2 separate regions of the Capsicum annuum genome follow, and region 1 is linked to region 2. The links are chromatin contacts, called in public Hi-C maps. All regions are on one chromosome and are shown on one strand. The core of a region is the stretch at or near the end of the contact, and the rest is flanking DNA. Distances in the headings are between cores, read along the strand shown.

Region 1 (5,498 bases), core at 2,461-4,960, 130 kb after region 2:
GATAAAGTGTGGGATTCAAATTTTGGTGTTTCAAGCATTCTATATGTAGGTTCTAGTGCGATTAGCTGAGACTCCATAAAGAATGACAATTTATCCAATGGAGAAAGTTTGTCGATCGATTTTGCATCAACAATGTCACCACACACTGTACATATAATTACATTCATAAAAGTCATGTAAAGGTTATTTTGTTATATTAAAAAAATAACAACCAATATTAATGTAACATTACCATCCTTTTTAGAAGCCATATCACGAGACAATTCATCCTTCAGGTTGATTAGTCCAGTAGAAATTTTTTCACATGTCTTGCTTGCATGTGGTATTTGTAATAAATCATTCAAAGACCGAGAATCATTCTTCTAATGATCATAAAAAATAAAATTAACTTTTTTAAAAAAAAATCTATCAAAAATTTTATATGTTCATACCTGATCTTCATTGAATTCATTAGAATTGATTCCTACAGAACTTAATTCATTCAAAATAGTCTTGACAGATTCAGCAACATATTATTTTACCTCCTTAAATTATTTCTCAACCTACTCATAAAAAAATAATGAATGTAATATTTCTTTTTAAATAATATATTCTGAACAACGTAAAAGCCATTAAATCAATTAAACTATTAAGACTTTATTACTGACCTTTTCCTGAAAATCAAACATTTCATTTAGAATTCGAGGACTCATAAGTGATTCACTTTGAATAGCAACAACTTTGTTCATGTTCAAACAACATTCATAAAATCATATTTGAAGAGCCAAATGAAATCCACCAAAGGTAAATGATGAGGGATTGATCTTCAAACCATGACTATTTGATTTATACAAATTTTTAAAGCACTCATTGCCCTAATCATAATTCAAGTACTCACCTGACTCAACTAAATCAAAGTATAACTTTGGTATGTAATCCCTTGGCAAATCAGGAACCAAGAACCTGATTATGAAATAAACCATACCAAATTTATACAAATCTTCTTTCTTAAAAAAATTCTCAGTCACAACAAAATCAATATAGAAATCACTTCTCTTGACCTTTTTAATATCAGGATAATACTTAGACATAAGATTGTTTGGATCTTTGGGATCTGAATAAAAATCAGGTTTTTGTCAAACCTTAAACCAGTGACAACACAAAATTTCCTCTAACCAAAATGCAACAACTTGCTATTTAACCGAAAGATGAATAAATAATCTCTATTATTCTCCGTCTCCGCGTGCAACAGATTTCAAAGAGTTGGGGCTACACTTTAAGCTGTTGCATCTTCAAAAAGTGCCTAAATTGAGTTTTTTCAAACATTTTGAAGTGCTCATTTTTCCATCTTAACATAAGGTCATTGAAAATATCAACCTTAATGTATGATGCCCAGTGACTATATATTTTTCGCTCCTACATACATTTACAAATACACAAATAAGAAAGTAAAAATACCAAAAAATTGAGCTGTTAATTGTTGCAAGAAAGTTAACTTTTAAATGTGTAGAAAATTATTACATACTGTAACATGAAAATCTTACATTCTTTTGTAAACACACTCAATCAAGAAAACAAACAATTTGTATAAATAATTTATACAAACTTTGAACAAAAAATCAAAAATCAAATTTTTTTTACAGAAAAAATAATAACTATTATTATAACACAAAAATTGTACATGCATTGATATTTTAAAGAATCTGTAAAAACATTATAAAAAATCATATGATTTTTGTGAAAAATTTCAGCAATTTGAGTTGAAATATCAAAAATCATATAGTTTTTATAAATCAATCATACAAATGTTAAAAAATAACTAAGAACTTTTACAAAATAAAAAAAATACCTTAACTTTTCGAGATTTCTTGTTGGATACATCCTTGGCATTTTTTACTTTAGCCCTCACCCTTGTTACTCAAGAAGGTGCTTCTCCTCCACACTTGAATTTTTTGAATTTGAGTAATTGAATCTCATCCTCAAAATCGGAGTCCGACACTTGTTCACTAACATTCTTTCTCTTATGATTCCTCTTATCTTGAGGAAAAAAACCTTTTTGTTGAGATTTTTTCAATATGCATGTTCAAATTGAGCGTCTTCAATGGTTCATGAACAAACAAAACTTCAAAGTTTGCTTATTGATGTAAGACCCACTTTCAACAATCTTTTTTTTACACTTATATAGAGGAGACGAATTGAAACAACCTAAATCAAAATGAAGGTCTAGAAAGATGAATGAGGCTATTATTCTCGATCATTCTAGAACTTCTACGCGAATTAAATTCGAATTTAGACATGATTTATGAATATATATCACAACGGAGAATGAAAAATCCTAAATAGATCAAATTTGAGTTTTTACTCAAAGAAGATAAATACCCAATTTATTTTTCAACAAAAAGCTTGAGTACGTTAATGGAGAAAAGAGTTTCAATAAAGTTTTGTTGGTTGAGTATGTGAATGGAGAAAGAGAAAAGTACTTCAGAAAATTTTTTGGATAATGAAATATTTTTTTACATCATAATACACTTTTTCTTTTAATAAAGTTGTTTGATAAAAGTGTGCAAAGTTTGAATTAAAATATAATATTTTTTATCATAATTATCAATATACTATTTAAGGGGAAGATTGATTACAACCCTATAAATATGGGACTAATTTTAAATTATATAATTAAAAAACAAATTTTGGAAATCAATAAAAATAATATATATTTTAAAAAGTTACTATAACTTACAATGAAAAAGCTATTATTGCAATTATCTAAAAGTGATGCTAGAATTTGTAATTTTGAATCTAATAATGGTATATGAGATAATTTTCTCTATTTTTATTTACATAAAAAATAAACAACTTGTTCCTCTGGCACCGAAGGCCCAAACCAAACTAACATTCTAACCGATCCAAGAGATATTTAGCCTAAAATATATCTAGCCCACTCTATATTTCCTTTCTGATTTTTTCAGACACTCTCTATTTCCCTTCTGATTTTTTTCAGGGCCTCTTTCCTTTTCATTTATTAATTTTATTTTTTAAATATTTATTATTTTATTTGTTTATGGCTAAATGATAATTTTTTGATAACTATTAATTTAATTATTCACAAGAGAAATTCGTAGATAACTTTTCGAACTTGTATATGCATTGAATGCGATAGATAAATAGTTATTTAGTGTATATATAATGTATTGATATTGTATATATCTGTATAAACATGTATCAATATTTTATAAATAGTTATGTAATGTATCAATAAGTATAAATGATGTATAAACGTGTATCGATATTATATAAATAGTGTATAAATATGTATCAAAATCATGTAAATGGTATATTAAAGTGTATCGATATATATCAATATTATGTAAATTAATTATGTAGTAATATATATATATATATATATATATATATATATATATACGTTTCAACCTAATAAATAAAAGTATAAATACAAAATAATAAAATAACATAGTTGTTTCTTTTCTTTTTTTCATAAAAGATATGAAATAATTAAGAGCAAAAAGTAGTTAATAAAAAAAAGAGCAACAAATTTTAATTATTTTAATAAATAAAGAGGAATAACATAGTGAAAAAATAGCACTAATATTCTTTTAAAAAAAATTGGAGCGGAAAAGTTTTAAAAAAACAACTAGTTTTTTTTATATAAAAAAATAGGGCAGAAAAAGAAACATTTTTTTAAAAAATGCCGTAAAAAAAAAACCAACATAAATGATGTTTTGTAGATTAAAGGCGGGAACAAGCCCATTTATTAAACCAAAAAAATGTACAACCAAACCAGAAAAGGCCTGGTCCAAACAAAAATGGGTCTTGACAACTTGAAATAAAATTTTCAAAATAAACTTAAAATGCAGATAAATCTCAACTTGCTCATACCAAAGTGTGGATATTCATACCAGTCGACATCTTGAATCTCTCACCAGGTGAGGTACTTCTATCCAAAGAAAAACGTTTTCAACTTGGTATATATATGTATTTGACTTATCTGCTCCCCATTGCTTGTGTTTCATTATCTGTTCAAGTTATGTAGAAACCCTTTAATCTTGCTATAGTTGTGCTGAATGCTTATCTGAATATATGGTGTGCCTTTTTTTATCCAATTCAATTATACTCCTTCCTTTTGCTGGTATTTCTGTGACATTATTAAATAAGTAATTCCCTGCAAAATAAAAAACTAAGTTAGTTAAAAAATCAACAAGAGTATTACCTTTCCGAAGGGAATGTGATACTCTTACTATCATTTTTTTCAATCAAATCCTTGATGATGTTGACCTCAATTGTTACACACCCTGGTATCTCCCAATTTCCCTGAATAATTTGACACATACTCCATGAGTCAGTTTCCACAATTAGCTGTTGAATAGATTGGCTTCTGCAATAAGTCAGACATTACTTTATTGTTGTTGCTTCAGCTACCAGACTTGTATCAGGGATTTTCAAACCCTTAGCCATAACTGAGTTACCTCATGCATCCCTCAAAATAAAAAGCAGCTGAACTGGGGCCTGGGTTTCCCTAGAAGCCCCATCAATATTAGTCTTAAACCAGTTTTGAGGGGGTGGACACCACCTAACTACTCTTGTCAAGTAAGTAGGTCTATATCCATGTAAAAAATGCACCATATAAGGCCAATCCTTACCTGCAACCTCCACTTTAAATTTGACTTTCATAAGCTTTACAATTGTGTCGTTGATGTCCTAAAATTATTTTCTCCAACTGTAAGACCCACCATGCATCTTATTATTTATTCTTTTCCATCAAAACCATATGATAACTATAGGAATCACCTTATATGCAACTTTAACTCTAGAATTACCATTTTTCTCCCACCACAATCTGACACATTGCTTTAAATTTAACCTTAGGTCAATTATTCCTGCTGCTTCACAGTAATGCTGCCATATTTTCTCTGCAATGTCCCCTTTTAGAAAAAGATGATTAATACATACATATTAGTGAGAAGTGTTAGGTTCCCACTGATGCACAACAACTACTACTGGTACCTTTCCTAACCAGACCCTCAAAGTAAGAAAAGAAAGTTTAAAATAAATACCTAGATACCAAACACTCTTGATAGTGAATTTCCCACTACTGGTTTTGGTCCACTAAGGTCTGTCACTTTTATTTTCAAATTGCACCATATTCATGTTATTTCTGATATGATTAACCACTTCATCTGGGACTGATTCTTGCATTTTCTCAAAATTCTATCCTTTTTTATTTAAGAAATCACCAACATCCTTTAGGGGATAACATGTCTGCACATTAGAAGGCTTCATAAGCAAAGGTCCTGTGTTTGTCTAGTTGTCAAACCAGATTGTAGATGTACCACTTTTAGGCTCCCATCATATTAAATTTTAAATTTTCTCCCTGTTTTCCAACAATGCTTTTCACTTTTGTGAACTACCTTTCCATTGAACTAAAGTTGGTATTTGTTTCTTGTAGTATTTGTTCCACAAGAAATTAGTCCACAAGTTACTTTGCCTTCTAAATCTCTACCATA
Region 2 (5,404 bases), core at 2,877-5,376:
AATTTGATCTTTCTGTACTTCTTTTAACCCTTAGTATAAATAGTTAGCTATTAGGGTTGAACCACTAGTTTTTAGAAGATTGAAAATTTGTGCCTCCTTTGAGAGCTTGAAAATCCTTTGTTGATTTTCAACACTTGTCCAAGGATTTGCAAGTAAGGTTACTACCTTCTTGAGGATTTAATAAATAAGATGTTTTTAGTTCCCAATTAAGTGGTGTAAGTTAGTTTCACCATTACATCTTTTAATTGTTTGAATCTAATTGTGTCTATCTTTCTTTAATTTTTATCTTGCTTCTATTTTCTTGTTTCACATCAAAAAGTTTCTTTTTCCAAAGGAATGGTTAAAGGGTAAATTAGTAAAACTATCCATCTTATTTATGATTTCTTAAAATGTGTGTAAAGAGGAAAGTGGACAACTTATATGGGACGGAGGGAGTATTTTTAGAAAGCCAATCCAAACCCCCTTAAGTGTTTAGCTATAAGCTGTTAGAATAGCAGTTTTACTTTACTCTAGGTACGAGGCATATTCTCAAATCCTAAATCTGAAATATCCCTTGTACAAACTTACATAATCATCTTTAATTAATAGCAGGATTATACAACCAAACGCCCTCAAGTGTTTAGCTATAAGCTGTTAGAACAGCAGTTCCACTGTATTCTAGGCTACGAGGCATATTCTCATATCCTAAATCTGAAATATCCCTTTTACAAACTTACATAGTCATCTTTAATGGATAGCAGGATTATCAAATTTCGCATAGAAATTTTGTTCCTCCGCATGCTTCAAATAACAATTAAGTGATACATCTTACAAGCACAAAACAGAGAGATTCTATGAACTAAAATTTGACATATGTAAGACAATAACCCCCTCTTCCAACCCCCACAAAAAAAAAAACGAAAGAAGAAAAAAGGAAAGTAAAGAGCACTAAAACAATATTAAGATCCATCTCTCTTTATGAAGTAGGAGTATTAAATATCTTTTATTGTTCCAAAGAGATTTAAAGGCCAAAGGAAACGAGATTTGCACTTAAAACCCATGAAAAGGTGTCCAGATGGAAAGAAAAAAATCAGCCTGAAGGAGATACTCTCTCTTCATTCTAAAATATAGTAGCTGACAAAAAAGTTGAAAGATTTTGGCAGGAGTAATGACCTAACTTGTTTTAGCCTGACAAATAAATCAGAAACGTGCTAACAGGTTCTTATCAATTGAACAACTATGACAAGATGTGTTTGCTTGTGTCTAATGGAAAACAGAACAGCAGAAAAGCACAAACTCCTAGCATGACAAAAGATACGGATCCAGGATTTTAAAGTTGGGTTTCTACGGCGATCTCGAGTTAATATACAATAATAATTGGGACCATAGTCAGATGTTTATAGATATTTAGTGGATTTCCTCTATGTTGCTCGGACTCTTCAAAAATATGAATGGGTGTGTCTCGATCCGACACGGGTGCAAAAACATTTTTACAAGGTCAATGGAGAGTCCAAGCAAAATTGAATTTCCTAATACATATATACAAGGTCTGAGAAAAAGCTAATGAGTTCAGTGAACCCGTAACTTATAACCTAGCTCCGCCCTGAATATATCAGATTCTACTTGTTAAAAATGCATATATGATTTTCAGTATCATTAATTAAACTACATTAAGATTAAGCATCCATTACCTGTGCTGCACATTCTCGCTCAACAGCTTTGCCTGCAGCAGCTTCTTGCTGTGCAGCCACTTTCCACCGTGTAATTTCTTCTTCAGCAGTAGTGATATCCAGCATAAGCCCTTCAACCTACAATGAACCAGTTGGTATAAGACTTCATAATATGACAAGAAAACATGCATATCAGATATCCATAATTCTCGTAAGCGAACCTCCACAAAGGACATTAAACTCTATGAACTAAATACTAGTATGATGAGATACTATATTGAGATAAGACAGTGGCTTACATTTTCATTTGCCACCCTCTCCTTTTCTTCAAGTTCCTCCACACGTTGCTTCCATTGACTGAGTTCCTTTGCTTGAGTTTCCACATGTTCCTTCAGTAAACTTGACTCTGCCCTTTGATTCAGTAAAGCAAAATGACAAAACAACCAACTCAGGGTAAGAATAGAATATGTCCCTACTCGAGCGTTTCTAGAGAGGGAAAAAAGATAAAGGGCCAATGCGTTAATCTGTTTTTTCAAATAGAGTATCATAACATAGTAAAGAAATGCATCTCAGACAAAAGGTTAACCCAACATAAGCTTGACAGGGGGTACCTTAGCTCTTCAACAGTATGTTTAAGGTCAATGATCTCAACCTGAGACTGCTTAATTATATTCTCTAATGCACCAGCCTACATCAAGAACATCAAGAACATCAATGAATTAATAAAATAACAAGAAACTGTGAATGCAAATTTGTATTTAAAAAGGACTTACCAAAGCATATACTTCATCCTCTTCTGTATCTTCGGCATGCATTTTATTATCAGAAGCAGGGTTCTTACCATCACCAACGTGATTGTTGAACTTGTAATTTATCCCAGCTTCTCTCAATCCATTTTCCGCTATCTTAAACAATTCATTTGTTTTGGATGACAAATCCACTGAAATTCTCTTTGAAAGAGCACTTCTCAGTAAAGACCCAATCTGTTCTTTTTCTTTTACTAATTGTGAAACTGACTCGTTTAGGCTTTTCACTTCATGACTTCTTTCTTCTAGCAAATCCCTTGTTTTCTGGACAACAAATTCACTCATTTCATATATAGATTCCAATCCCGCTAAAACTGCCCTTATATTCTCGTCCATATCCATCTCTTGAGCAAGAAACAAGGATTCCGACAACTCAGATGCCTTCCGCGCATCAACAACCTTAACAGCACTATGAATCTGTTTGTGTATTTCCGTAACATGTTTCAATTGCTCAGCAAGTAATGATCTTTGCATTTCCATCCTTGATTCTAAACTGCTCGACTTACCTTCATATTCCTTCACCAAATCTCTCAATTCAACCACTTCACTCTCCAAAGCCTTTTGCTTCCCACACACCTCTCGTTCCAATTCAAACAATTTCTCATCTTTTTCACCTACAGCTTTCTCTAAACTCTCAACAACATTATCCTTCTTCGCAACCTCCTCTCTCAAACCACTAATCGTTGACTCTAACTGCGAAACTTCAATTGCAATTTCATAATTCCTATGATCCATTTGTTCTCTCGCCTCATTTCTCGACTTTGCTGCCAATTCAATCTGTCCCAACAATTCCTCTACAATATCATTCGTCCTTTTAATCACGCCATACGCCACTGCTGGAAACCCTGTATATTTCTGTGACCTCGGTAATCCACCAGCTACAAAATTCTTAAATTGACTTACTTTACCAGATATCTTATCAATTCCACTAACTAACATTGAACCAGCAGTTTCCATCTCACTTCTCATCGAATCTTTCGCTTTCTTCACTTCTTCCAACTGCTTCGACAATTCATCTTTCTGCTTAATTTCTTCTTCCAGTTCCTCCTTTATCTTCCCAACTGTTATTGAAACTTCTTCTTTCTCCCGCAAAGCTTCATCGCGTTGTCTCGAATGCTCGTCGCGCTTTTTGATAGCGTCATGAGCGAGTACTCGCAATCTATTGAAGGAAACTTGTAGCTGTGATTTAGAATCCTCGGCGGCTAATCGAGCCTGGCGTTCTCGATCGAGCTCAACCAGCATTTCACGGAACTTGTCAATTGAAACATCTTCATTTGTTATATCAATAGGTATCGGATCATCGGCCTCTACGTCGCTTAATACGGCGTCATTGTCTTCTTCACCGATGTTCGACATCGGAAAAACGTTTCAGCATCAATGAATAATTGAAACCCTAGAAGTAAGTCGACTAAGTATGAATGGAAAGTGATTAGGAAGATATGGTGATTGCCGGAGACTATGTCGGAAGGATCTATTTTTTCTTTTGTTTTATTGTATGGAGGAATAATCGAAGAAATCAAAATGCAGGAAAGGAAAAAGAATAAAATTTGGAGGGTTCAATTTCGCTACCAACTACTTCATGTTCTTTACGTTCTTTACGTTTTTTTTTTTTTTTTATATAATTATTTTTAATTATTAGTATTTGTTTACTGTAATTTTTTTCTTTCCCTAGATTTCGGTTTTCAATTCAGTTTTATGTTTCCCCTAAATCTGGAGGAAAATTGAGGGGTACGTGTTGTGATGTTTTTTTTTTGGTAATTACGATACTTAGTATTATAATAGCATCATAACAAAAACTACATGGAGGTAGTTGGTAGTATAGTCATCGTAGTATCTGCACATAGTGCAATATTTACAAACCATTCATAGAACTAGTAGGAGTATTAATAGAGACGCTAGGCAGTAAAGCTGCTGCAGATTTGACACACCTAGTAGCAAAAATTCCTCGCATATCAGCCCGCAAAAACTTCTTCAAATCTTGAGGAGGTGACCAAAAAGTGGATACAGTATCCATAACTGAAGAACTATGAAATAAACTGGATGGTAGTGCAATAGAGATGACTTTTTTTTCCCAGGCCATCAGCTAGCCTGTTTTGTTCCCTGTAGACCAAGCTTACCACCAGATTACCCATGTGTAGGAGCAGATACCTACAGTCATCCAGAAGCGAAAAACTGTCAATAAAATAATTAGCACTTATTAACATTGTTACCACTTGCGTAGCATCCACATTTATTTCAAGAGATTTGAAATTATGTTTAACAGCTAGCTGTAAACCTGCAAAAAATGCTAAAAGTTCAAGGTGAGTTATGTCCTGAATAGTTGTAAAAGCAGTAAAACCCATTATCCAATCACCTCTGCGGTTACGGAAAACCCCCCTAACCCGCCAATACTATGCTCCGAAGATATAGCAGCATCAGTGTACAGCATGAGATTGTTAATATTTGGAGGGTTCCATTTGGCATTAACAGTGATGGGAATACTGGTATTGTGTAAGTTTCTTGCTAAATACCAAAATTCCGCAGCCATATTAATGGCTAAGAGTGGTGATGGTTTAGTCCCATGTCCATTAAAAAGGTGTTTATTACGTTGGTTCCAAATAACCGACAAACAGTAAGGGAGCAGGACTCCAAGAGGTAGCCGAGGAGAATTGGTGGTATACGTGTTGTGATGTTTACTCGTTGATTTATCTTTTTTTGGCTTTTATGATCGAAAAAGGGAAAATACTAAACAAATGAAGCTTCCTTTTTTTATATTTATGGAATTTTGATTGACACATTCTTTGAATATATTTTATTATATTATTTTTTAATTAATATTTAAAGTATAAGATTTTAAAAATAATTTGAAGGATAAATAATTAATACTAAAGTTAAAATAGATTTTTTTGAACCTTTTCTTGATTAGTCCAAAGTGATAAGTAAAAATAAAAATTTATTTTAAAAATAAGT

What was found. A called contact is a pair of places that touch in the nucleus more often than the background predicts.
Region 1: a contact with region 2 is called in a Hi-C map of leaf, with 2.6 times the contacts expected there. The contact joins the promoter of LOC107848342 here to the promoter of LOC107847800 in region 2. A contact is called at or near these places in 2 of 5 Hi-C or Micro-C datasets (leaf and placenta).

The regions. Positions count from the first base shown.
Region 1 is chr11:107,074,494-107,079,991 of UCD10Xv1.1, forward strand. LOC107848342 reads left to right here and starts at 3,711. Exons shown (of 3, transcript XR_007046762.1): 1 at 3,711-3,925.
Region 2 is chr11:106,943,710-106,949,113 of UCD10Xv1.1, forward strand. It overlaps LOC107847800 (myosin-10), which reads right to left and starts at 4,127. Exons shown (of 5, transcript XM_016692296.2): 1 at 2,423-4,127; 2 at 2,261-2,337; 3 at 1,949-2,060; 4 at 1,671-1,787. The coding sequence starts at 3,811.